3 separate regions of the Hordeum vulgare genome follow, and all the other regions are linked to region 1. The links are chromatin contacts, called in public Hi-C maps. All regions are on one chromosome and are shown on one strand. Each heading gives the region's core, a stretch centred on a gene start, on an enhancer-like site or on the middle of the called end of the contact. The rest is flanking DNA. Distances are from core to core; before and after follow the strand shown. Region 1 has its middle 55 kb from the start of LOC123438427. Region 2 holds the start of LOC123411492. Region 3 holds the start of LOC123438443 (oxysterol-binding protein-related protein 1B-like).

Region 1 (3,839 bases), core at 381-2,880:
TTGGAGCGAGAGGACACCTTCCATGCTCTCTGTAGGTGCTATTTCTGGGAGCTCCGTGCCGTATTCTGCGGCAGGGCCCTCGGAGGCACAGTCTGGTCGTCCCACTGGGTCGGCTCAGGGTTTTTTTTCTGTTTCTTTTTTTTCTGTTTTATTTTTATTTTTTGTTTCGTTTTTTCTCTTTTTTATTTTTCGTTTTTTATGAAAACGAACAAATATTGAATTTCCCATTATTTTTTAAAAAATGAACATTTTTTAAAACAGAACCCAATTTCAAAGGACGAACATTTTTCTAAATCTTATAACAAAATTTAAAACAGAGAACTTTTTTGAAAAACTATGAACAAATTTAAAAGGGCAAACATTTTCTCAAAGCACGAACATTTTTTGGATCTTGAGAACAGAATTTTGATGAACAATTTTAAAAAACCAAATAATTTGACAGCGCAATCAAATTTTAAAGATTGAACATTTTTCAAAATTTTGAGAATAAATTTTAAAACCGAGAACAATTTTGAAAAATCTAGAACAAATTCAGAAGTGCGAACAATTTTTTAAAGCACGAACAATATTTGAATATTGAGAACAGAATTTTGAAACAGGGAACAGTTTTAGAAAACCCCGAACAAATTTTAATAGCACGATTTAAAAAAAATAGAACAAATTTGAAAACCGAGATTTTTTTTAAAAAATATGGATAAATTCTAAAATACGAACAATTTATTAAAGCACGAACATTTCTTGAATCTTGAGAACAGAATTTCGAAATGGAGAACAATTTTAAAAAACCCCAAACAAATTTGAAAGCGCAAACAAATATTTACAGCACGAACATTTTTTGAATCTTGAAAACACATTTTGGAACCCAGAATAATTTTGAAAACTCCTGAACAAATTTCAAAGCGCGAATAAAATTTTAAAACCTGAACATTCATTGAATCTTGAGAACAAAATTTTGAACAAAGAACAGTTTTCAAAAACCCTGAACAAATTTGGAAGCACGAAAAAATAATTAAACAACGAACATTTTTTTTGAATCTTAAGAACATAATTTTCAAATGGAGAATAAATTGAAGGAGTGAATAAATTTTTAAAGTGCAAACATGTTTTTAATCTTGAAAACAAATTTGGAAACCAAGAACAATTTTGAAAAATCCTGAATAAATTTGGAAGCACGATTTTTTTTAAATATGAACATATTTTAAAATCTTGAGAACAAAATTTGTAATGAAGATTTTTTTGAAAAAAACCCGAACAATTTTTTAAAGCTCGAATATTATTTGAACCTTAAGAACGAATTTTGAAACCGAGAGCAAGTTTGAACCTTAAGAGCAAATTTTGAAAACGAGAACAATTTATTGAAAATACAGAACATTTACTGAAAATCAAGAATATTTTTTGAAAATACTGAACATTTCTTGAAAATCCAAAAACATAGTTTGAAACAGAAACTGAAAAGGAAAAAAAACAGAAAAGAAAAAAAAACTGGTAAAGGGAACCTTCTATAAGTTTCTCAAAATCGAAAAAAATCAGCTTGAACCTCTAGAAAACACCCAAATCTAAAACGCTGCAACCTGCTAAATGGGGCAGCCCATTTAAAATAGCTCCCGCTTTGAACAGAGCAGCGAATACGATATTCCACTATTTCTTGCCCTTACAGATTCTCGTTAAATGACAAAAATAGCGGGCCTGCCCAACACTATAGCCCTTTTTTCTTTCGCACAGTTTTGCAGCCCGTTTTTTCTTGTTTTTTGGGTTTCTTTTATCTTTTCCTGTTTCATTCATTGTTTCTTGATTTGTTTTGCTTACTTTGTTCTTTTGTCGTATTTCTTTGGTTTCTTTTTTCCTTTCCAGTTTTCATTGGGTTTTTTATTTTTCAATTTTAATAAAAAATCAACACATGTCTGCTTCTATCATGCATAATGTACAATTTTATTATACATCAGGGACATTTTTTTCACATGCTTAAAATTTTCAAAATAAATGATTAACATTTTATTTAAAATATTATTAGTGTTGATTTTTTCATACATGTTGCAAATTTTCCAAACACACCAGAGATATTTTTATATATATGTTTAACTTTTTAAATACATGGTTAACTTTTTTCACATATTGTTTAGATGTCAAAAATATTTAAGACGTGTCTACATTTTTCATACACATTTTGTAAATAAACTGTATATATCAAAAATAGTTTTTATACATGGTTAACATTTTTTGAAATACGTGACCAAGATTTCTACAAATATATGTTTTGATATCCCATTTTCATACATATTGTACATATTTGTCTGCATATGAAATATATTCTTACATGTGTAACATTCTTAATATACATTATTAACATTTCTTAAAACCTATGAAAATCAGCACCAACAACATCATAAAAGGCCAAGATCTTCACGAGCGGGTGTTCCCTCCTAGGAACATCCGTCCTAGGGGTAGCCTTCTCACAAGCTTCATAGGCCCCGCCAATGAACAATCGCTGACGGGCGCATTGATGGGCCCCCTCAGGGTCTATGCCAGCCTAGGCCGGCGACAACTTGTCGTAGGTAAAACCATCTCGCACGCATGTGTGACCTTCCTTGAAGGCCAAGTTGCATACGTGATGGCACTCTCCATACCATCCCTCACATGCATGCCACTTACCGATCTGTGATAGAGTGGCACGCCTCGAAGTCAAGAAAGACGACCTATGGAACATGTGTTTGCCCCGGGAACATGAAATCATCGCCACATGCCCATCGTACCCTCCACGATCGTGGGAACCCCTTATGACTTATAAAAGGAGGCTCAAACCTACCTAAGAAGCAACTTCGACCCGAGCTAGCTGGTCACAAGCTAGACGAACCCAACACACTATCGTGCCTTTTCGAGTCCCAGCAAGCCTCAACTACCGAATCCACGTCTTGTAACCTTTGTTCGTCACACTCATGAAATCAACCAAATAAGGCGTATGGTTTTACACTTTGCAGCGGACTGAACCTGTCTAAAATCGCATGTCACTTAGTTGGGATTCGTTCGCCTCTTTGCCCCTCATAGAACCAAATAAGGGGAGCACCATAAGCTATATGGTGGTGTGCAACCGAGCCACGACATAAACATGCGGAGGTGTTTCTCCGGCGGATCTCGCATGATTCAGACGGTGGTTGTCTTTGATGGATCCGCTCGCATCGGTCTTCGCTCTCTATGTTAGTGTGTCTTCGGGCTGGGTCCCTCTTATAACACTTCTCTTCATTGATGGTGGTTGTTGTTCTGGTGCCTTACACTACTGAAATTCAGAAATTTGTCGTGTGCCATGGTAGACGGCAAAGGGGGGAACCACTGACGGCAAAGGCTTTGCCGTCAGTCAGCAGACGGCAAAGTAGACGGCAAAAAAAATCCGGTGAAGAGGTTCTTTGCCGTCTGCTTTTTTAAAGAGGACGACAAAGAATCTTTGCCATGAGGGGGCAGACGGCAAATTAAATGGGACGACACATACTCCAACGGCCCCGTTAAGTGTTAACGGCAAGCCTCCTCTCTTTGCCGTCTGCCATCCCACCTTTGCCATGTGGGGGCTGATGGCAAAGGGGGGAACCAGCCCCCTCTCTCTCCCCTCTTTGTCGTCTGCCATCCCACCTTTGCCATGTGGGGGCTGACGGCAAAGAGGGGAGAGAGTTGGGGCTGGTTCCTCCCTTTGCCATGTGGGGGGAAGACGGCAAAGGGGGGGGAACCAGCCCCCTCTCTCTCCCCTCTTTGCCGTCTGCCATCCCACCTTTGCCATGCGGGGGCAGACGGCAAAGGGGGGAACCAGCCCCCTCTCCATTCCCCTTTGCCATCTGCCATCACCCCTTTGCCAT
Region 2 (3,953 bases), core at 1,417-3,916, 270 kb before region 1:
CTGGCTGGTGCACTGCAACTGCAAGTGGAGCTGGCCTGCCATTCTCTCTCAAAAGAAACAAGGAAAAATGCTAGTGGAGCTGCCAACTTTTTTCACCCGGCCGGTCTCTCGTCTCGCCCCACTAGCTTTCACCGCCCCGCCCATCCCCCGACCAGGATATCCATCCACCGTGTCAAAAGGCGCACGCCTCCCAGTTTAGTTTACCGATCATGGATGTGGATGTATGGTCTTACCATGACACCGATGTATAACCACGCAGGCATATACAGGTATACTCCACCATGTAGATGCTGATAAAATTTAATGTCAGTGGTAGTATATGTGTTAGCTACCACTGCAGGTAGGCAGGTAGCTAAACCTAGTGCGGCCCTTCTCTCTCGTGGGCGCCAAGTCAAGATAGACTACACACTCTAGCATATGCATATAGTAGTAGCATGAGTGTACGTAGAGGCAGAACAATGGCTTCCTGGCATTGGCAATGGTCGATCGGTCTGTGAGTTGGGCGGCCTGTTAGGTGCAACGGCAACGAGTGCTCCTGAATTCCCGACCCGTCGCGATGTAACACTTGCACCGCCCTCACTGGAAGCTAAGCTAGGATCAGTTAGGTGGATGTCCATATGCCAACACTACACACTAATCTCACTTGCACATCAGTCATTTAGTACTATTCTTCCTCTGCCGTCTTGCAGTCGCAAGTCGCAGGAATCAAGCCATACCTTGCGCAAGTTAAGCGCCCAACTTGCCATCTTTAACAGTCAAAAGCTGTTTTAATCATGCTTCAAAGCTGGCAATCCGAATCCGGCGGGAGAGTTGGCACCACGCCGTCCACGGGTCGAGGCAGTACACACTACAGACTTACAGAGCTTCAGATTGGGCATCATTAAGCATGCGTTAATGGAGGAAATTAAGCATCCGACGACCGTTCTTTCTCGTTGTTTGACGTGCAATGATGTGTCGAGATCTCTTTGGGGGAATGATCGAGGGGAGAACATCAATGGCGACGGATTTCGTTTTGGAATGACTAGCTCGTGTGAGCGTGCAGTCATCTGGGCACCATCATACCTTTGATCATGAGCTAGTATGTAGCTTTGCTTGGGTACTCGCAGGAGATAGGCCCATCGAAGTAGCCAACCTTAGATCGCGGTGTCTCATGTCCCGCCTTGCTGCAATCATGGCGCGCGTCAGAACCAATTAACACGTTGTTATTTAGGAACATAATTAAGCAAGTTCAATGTGTATACTGTATTCATGCTCTTGCAGTAGGTGCATTCTATATAGGCTTTCGTAGGTTTAGAGATTCCTGTCTCTCTTCTCTTCCTGTCCAAGTGAAGTTAATCAGTAGAAAACCGCCGACTGATTAATTATAGTTCAATAAACCCCATCACGATTGATTACATTATCGGCTCAATCTTTATATATGTACTCGCAGTGGATTTGCAGTTGGCGAGAGGTGGTTGAGGAATGAGATGTCGCAGCTGCTGCGTGCTGGTCAGTGAGAAACCAGTTCGAGAGGAGGGACACACAGATCTCTCTTATTCCCGATTCAGGATTGCAGCGTGATTAACAGAATCCTAGTCAGCTAATTAACAATCTAGATACTGTCGCTAGTAGACCAACAAGGCAACGTGGATGCTAATCCTGGGAGATTTGTCGCTAATCTGCTCGTGAACTTCCGCACGTGCTAACTTCCAAATCATTTTATCCGCGCCGCACGCAGTAGCTAGCCCTCGAACCGCCGACATTTCGCGAACCTTGTCCGGCGTTACTAACTAACTTCAGGGTTTCCGTAAATTCTGAAGCGGGATTTGGTTTGGCCCGACGCGCAGTTAATGGCGGCCGTTTTATCGGCAGCAGTGTTTACTCTCGTTTTTCGAATTCAAAAAAGGATGGTACTCCAGTAGTATTACTCCAACGTTCCCTAGATCGTCTTGGATACTTGTCTACTTTTCGCTTTTCGTACATTGCCAACATCTGTTCGAGCAGTAACGGAGAGGAGACAGTCAACAAAAAATAGCAAAAAGGGAAGCTTCTTTCGTAGATGCCCACATACCAGAAGAAGCACGAAGGAAAAACAGGGCCGGCGCGTGCCACAGAGCTCCAAAGAAAGAAGTGGAAAAGAGAGGCGGGCACGCAGCACACCACCGGCCACTGCTTCAGGAAAAGAAGCGAACGAGAAAGTGTGGGAAAATCCAAATGCAAATGATCACTCCCACCCTCACTCGCTTGGCCCGAGCAGGCGAACACGAGCTGGGCCCGGCCTCCACCCATCGCCACGAATCAGGTGAAAATAATGAGATTTCAAAAACGCAAACGGAAAAACCAAAGCAAATCGAACGCCCGGCACAGCTCAAAAGACCCAGCACAAAGTGCAGTACGTACGAGTGGTACATTGTCTCCATATAAGAAAATCAAATCGCAGTATAGTAGGGCGAGAGTACGTTGGTTCAAATGGAAAAAAAAGGTAGTACGGTACTTACTACAGCCAGGAGTAAGCATGAGGTAATCATGTCGGGCCGCCAACTTGCTCGCCTCTCGCTGGTGTGCGGGTCCCGCTGTCGGGGATGGCCAGGTTTCAGTGACGATGGGTTGATGTGAGTGGCGTGGGTTCGTGGAGATGGGACTGGTGGGCGGTGTGATGTCAGTGACACGGCGCTCCACGGCGCAGCCACCAGCCAGTGGCGGCCCGCCATAATAACGCCCGGAGCCAAGCGAAGCCAAACCAGCCGCGCCCAGGCCACCACCACTCGTTCCATACGCCCAGCGAACCACGAGCGAGCTCGGCCGCCGCCGGTTTCCCTCGACCGCGCGCTCTGTTCTTGGCTCGCTGTGCATTGCGTTGGCCGTCACAATGGCCACGGCATGGGTGCGGTCCCTGAGCTGCAGGTCGTACGGCGTGGCGGACGCCGTCGTCGCGCCGTCCCCGAGCAAGAAGGCGCAGCCGCTTCTCCCCGTCTCGTGCGGCGCCGCGGCGGACGTGCGGGACTCGGTGGCGTCCGCGCGGCAGGCGTGGAAGCAGCAGAAGCCGCGCCGGGAGCGGCGGACGGACGGGCCGCGGGAGAGGCAGCAGGAGACAGCGAGGCCGCGGCCCAAGAAGAAGCCCAAGCAGATGGCGGCCGCGTTCATGCCGTCGCCCGCGACCGCGCCCGCGAGCTCGGCGTTCCTGACCATGGCGGAGCTTCCGGAGGGCCACTCGTCGCGGCAGGTGGTGGAGCTCATCTTCTCGTCCGGGTGGGACCTGGCCGCCGCCGCCGCCGCTGGCGGCGCTCCGGAGGTGGAGGCGATGTTCCGTGTGCACAGCGGCGCGCGGGCGGTGACGCGGTTCGAGGAGGCCAGGGCGACGGCACGCGCGCACGGCGCCGCCGCGCGGTGCGGCGCCGACGGCAACGAGATGATGCGGTTCCAGTGCCGCCCGGCCGCGGGCGCGGGCGCGGGCGGCGTCTTCTCTGCCGGCGTCGCCACCTGCCAGCTCGGCCCGTCCGGCTCCGCGGTGCGCACCTTCGCCTGCAGCGGCGCCGCTCACGCCAGAGCCGCGCCGTCGCCCGGCGCGGGCCGCAGGGCCATGCTGGTGTGCCGCGTCATCGCCGGCCGCGTCCGGCAGGCGCACGGCGACGACATGCAGGCGCTCCGGCACCGCTCCTCGCAGTACGACTCCGTGGACATGGGCAACGGCGAGCTCGTCGTGCTCGACAGCCGCGCCGTGCTCCCCTGCTTCCTCATCATCTACAAGGTCTAGCCGCGCCCGCGCCCGCGCGCGCGCCAAATTAACCACCCCATCGTACCTAATTACCATCCTCTTTTTGTGTCGTGCTTAACATTCCTGAGCCGGCAGGCGATGCTGCCACTGTGCCAGTACGTAGAATTGACAGAGATCGTCGACCCAAGCCCTTGTGTAAAACAGTAAAAGATTGCTTTTTTTCTTTTTGCTCGCGTGGAATCTCATCTTGAAATGGTGT
Region 3 (4,107 bases), core at 1,090-3,589, 320 kb before region 1:
CCAAACTTGGCGCGTCTGTTGGAGATGCTCTAAAGAGGGCTTCGCAAGTACTTAACGTACATTTGTCACTAAAGTTGGTCAGTATGACCATACAGTTCCTTCGCTGTTATTTGCTTGAAGTAAAAGAGAAAGCCTACCAAAAAGTGCATGATTTGTCTAGTCTAGTCACAGGTTCCAAGAAGCATTACCTCAAGTTCCCGTGGAAGACTGCCAATAAAGCTTAAATACGATTCACAGCGCTGCTTCATCTGTACATGATACTGTGAAAATTCCGAATGAACTATCTGCTCACAGTCTTTAACAATTTCTGCACCAACACCTTCAGCATGCAAGCGATCTCTTAGCTTTTCTGTAGAGAATGATCCACCATTCCGTTCACTTGGCAAAATAGCACCAAGAGAATATTCACTTCTCGCTGAAACAAGTGCTTCAATCCAAGCCACACGGTCCTTAACACAACCTGTCCTCAGCTGAAGTGTCTTGGTTGGGGTAATGATATAGAACCGCTTGTCATCTGATTTACTTTCGCTAAATGATGAAATCTACAAACAGTTCAAAAGAATTGCAAAAAATTAGCAACCGGGCTGGCATTTTAAACCAAAAATATAAGCCCTTGTATTCAAGGCACACAAATTATTGTTAAAAACAGTGATGCGCCATGCTATTTACATACTCATGCGGCAATTACACGTTCGTATGGACCAACGACAACAAGTACTTCACTTCGAACACAAAATATTTTGATCAATCTCCTATGAAGTAAATAAAATCCAATAATGAGCAGTGAAGAGTAAGCCATATACTCAAATGACTTTTGAATCCTCCCAGCTCTGTAATGCCATATCATTTCTCACTGTTGCATCTATAGATAAAAACTTGATCAGTTATCATCTAAAAGGACAGGCTCACATAAAGGACGCTGACTCAAGCAGCAACCAAGGCCAAGAGCGCGCTCATCTCAGGGAAGGAAAACAGGGCAATGCTTTAAAAGCTTCCAGCCCCTTTAAATGGGTATGGACAGATGCTCCGTACCACCCCACGTTCCCAGCAAACTCACGGGCATCCATCTAATACGACACAAACCGAGGCGCCAACCCATCAGCCCGGCCATTTGTACAAAATACAGATGGGCCGGTGCCCTGCCATTTGAACAAAATACAGCTGGGAGAGCCTGGTTTCCGCGTGCCGCGAATCAAAGCATCTCGCCGGCCGGCCAGTCGGATGTCGGCCCCTCCTCCCCTGAGAGCGCGCGGCGACAAGGTCGGCCTCTGTAGCACGCGGATGCAGAAACTGTTCTCTCACACTCCGCACTAGTAGCCGACCCTCGCCGCGGCTAGCAAAAGGCCGGCTACAATACAAGCAAGGCATCTCTCTCTCTCTTTATCCGACACAAGCGACAGATAGCCCCGGCCGTGAGGAAATATTCGCCGTAGATCGCGACGATGTGCGGCTGGCGATGCGCGCTCGCGGGGAGCACGGGGTCGCTTTACAGCTCGACTGTTCCGATCCGAACGACGCGGAAACCGAGCAGTCGGGCGCACCAGCACCAGCTCGTTTTGGTGATGAAAAAAAAAGGGGCCTACGAAATCGCTAGAGAAACTGAGAATAGTTGAATCGCCGGCCAGATGAAATGCGTTGCGCCCTGAGGAACGAACCGCTCGCTGTTTCGCTAGTGGTACGAGCTGCGTGGAAGCTATGTATGCAAGTGTAAGCAATGGGATCATGGTGGAATAGCGGGCGGGAAACGGCGGGGGCGGAGATGGGAGGAGACCTTGAGATGGACGAATCCGATGGGCCGCTCCCCGGCGCCGCGGTCCGCGCCGCCGATCACCCTGACGCCCGCGCCCGCGGCGGGCTCGAGCGTGGCCTCCTCGGCCGCGACGCGGCGGCGGATCTTCGAGTAGGCGAGCACGCCGCCGCGGATCGCGAACCAGCGCGGGCGCCAGCCCCTGCCGATGTTGGTCCACTTGTACAGCACCCCGGCCACCGCGGCCCCGTCCGCCGGCGTCGGCGGGGAGCAGCCCCCTTCGTCGTCCTCGGCGCCGCCGCCCCCGGGGCAGAAGTCGGCGGCCAGGCAGCAGAGCGGGTGCATCTCCCTGGCCCGCATCGTCGCCTCCGTCCGTCCGCCCCCCCCTCTCACGGCCTTGGCGTCTCCATCCGGATTTGTTTATTGGCCGCTCCGCCTATACAAGCCGCGCGCCTCCACGCGGTGGGCCGATTGGATTCGGTTGTGGTGGCGAGCAGAGGCGCAGAGGCGCTGAGGCGGGGTGGGAGGGAGGGAGGAGACCCTGATGCGCGCGGGCCGGCGCAGGCGCAGAGAGCCTTGTGCTTAACGCTCACTTCTGCTGCTTCGCTTTTGGAGCGGCATCTTTGAGCGCGCGATCGATCCTTCCCTCCTCCTCCTCCTCCTCCTCGTGTCTCTCTCCTGCCGGCTCGGGCTCGCTCTCGGGTCTAGACGCGTGTCCGGTGCGTGTGGGGTTGGGCACTGCTTTGGTTGGTCCGGTCCAGTCCAGTCCAGTCGACCGGAGGGAGCATCGTGTTCGTGGTGTTGCGGTGGGTCGAGGGGTGACCGTGCGCCTTGCGTTGGGTGGTCGCGTGTCATCGCGCGCGTTCCACAGTCGGCTCGCTTGGTATGGTAGTAGTAGTAGTGGCAGATGTTGATGTGCTTTCTCCATCACTAACCACGCTTAACAGCCTAACAGGAGTCCGAATACTGTGTATCTTTGGCAACTTCAGCTACATACTCCTATTGCTAATTACAGCTAGCCTACTGGCAGTGGTCCATGCTTCGCTGGTTTCCGCGATCGGTCGAACCTTCCTTGGACCAACAGTCGTCCTCCAGCAGCAGCAGGACTACGATGACGGACCGGAGCGGCATGCGTCTCCTGTCGCGGACCAACGACGCGCATGGGCGTTCGTACCCCATGTCTTGTAGTACCAGTAGCTAGCTCCAACCTGGTGGATCGACGACATGGCAACCGCACCAGCCTAACCGGAAACTAAACGCAGCCACACGTGCACCACCGACAAGACCTGAATCCACGAGATAGCCCACGATCGCGGATTCAATTATAAAACAAAGAAAGAAAGAAAAAAACGTGCTCCATCGTTCGAATAGGCCGACGGACTCACCGTCGCGGGCTAGCTGGCTGAATAAATCATTCGCTGCGTTTATCTCGTTGGGCTTCGGAAACAGGGTTGGCCTCGCACAGCAGCTGGATCATATTTGTCGATGAAACTGGACCGGCCCAATGTTCGGTGTTGGAACATTAACTTCTTGTCCGGTTTTTAACTGGCGTCGGGAACCTTGCAGAAGGTTCCGTTCCGGTTTGTTTCATTTTCTCATGTTATTTTTTTCTTCAATAGTTTCAGGGAATTTAAAAAATATTCACATTATAAGGAAACTGTTTGGAAATTTCAAAAATATATTTGATTTTTTTTCGAAATGATCAAAAATAAACAAAATTGTGTTCCTTAAGAATGTTCAACAATTTGAATAAATTCTATGTTTAAAAACTGTTCAAATTTTCAAATTTAAAATATGTTTACAAAACTCTAAGAATGTTTTCAAAATTATAAAAAAATATATGTTTATTCTTGGAGACCTATATTTGAAAAAACAAGAAAAGCAGGAAAAAAAACAATTCATCTATTCTTTCCTTCAAAAAACATTGGTTATTAAAAAAACATTTACACAACATGACACGGTTGAGATAAAAAAATCCTCGGGTTCGTACATTGTATACCCCTATAACCATCAAAGATTACCTCTTTGTAAACTAGGAACAGTGCACGTGCAACGCACGTGTAATCGAATGAATTTCCTCATTCATCAGATTGTATTAAGCTTGCACGTGTAACACACGTTTTATTGAAATTTAATGAATAAACAATATTTGAATATATGAAGCTTACATTTTAAGTTTACATATAGTCTCTTGCACAAGCAAGGATTTAGCAAACATTCCACGTACTCTACGAAATTTAAATCTTGACGAGATATGTACTCACTTTCCTAAAGCATATTGATATCAAATCCGCCACCAGCATTCACAAATCAACTTTCCTAAAGCATATTGATATCAAATCCGCCACCAACATTCACAA

What was found. A called contact is a pair of places that touch in the nucleus more often than the background predicts.
Region 2: a contact with region 1 is called in a Hi-C map of leaf, with 2.7 times the contacts expected there. The contact joins the promoter of LOC123411492 here to the enhancer-like site in region 1. A contact is called at or near these places in 3 of 6 Hi-C or Micro-C datasets (leaf and seedling).
Region 3: a contact with region 1 is called in a Hi-C map of leaf, with 4 times the contacts expected there. The contact joins the promoter of LOC123438443 here to the enhancer-like site in region 1. A contact is called at or near these places in 3 of 6 Hi-C or Micro-C datasets (leaf and seedling).

Annotation. Positions count from the first base shown.
Region 1 is chr1H:375,681,357-375,685,195 of MorexV3_pseudomolecules_assembly, reverse strand. No RefSeq gene overlaps it. Among protein-coding and RNA genes, the nearest start is that of LOC123438427, 55 kb to the right of the region's middle. Within about 2 kb of position 1,630, at least 1 of the 3 cell types and tissues checked has open chromatin away from gene starts, as enhancers often do. A contact at or near this core is called in leaf, where this site is marked.
Region 2 is chr1H:375,954,903-375,958,855 of MorexV3_pseudomolecules_assembly, reverse strand. It overlaps LOC123411492, which reads left to right and starts at 2,666. Exons shown (of 1, transcript XM_045104453.1): 1 at 2,666-3,953. The coding sequence starts at 2,849. The coding sequence ends at 3,733.
Region 3 is chr1H:375,997,786-376,001,892 of MorexV3_pseudomolecules_assembly, reverse strand. LOC123438443 (oxysterol-binding protein-related protein 1B-like) reads right to left here and starts at 2,339. Exons shown (of 10, transcript XM_045115778.1): 1 at 1,772-2,339; 2 at 189-542. The coding sequence starts at 2,107.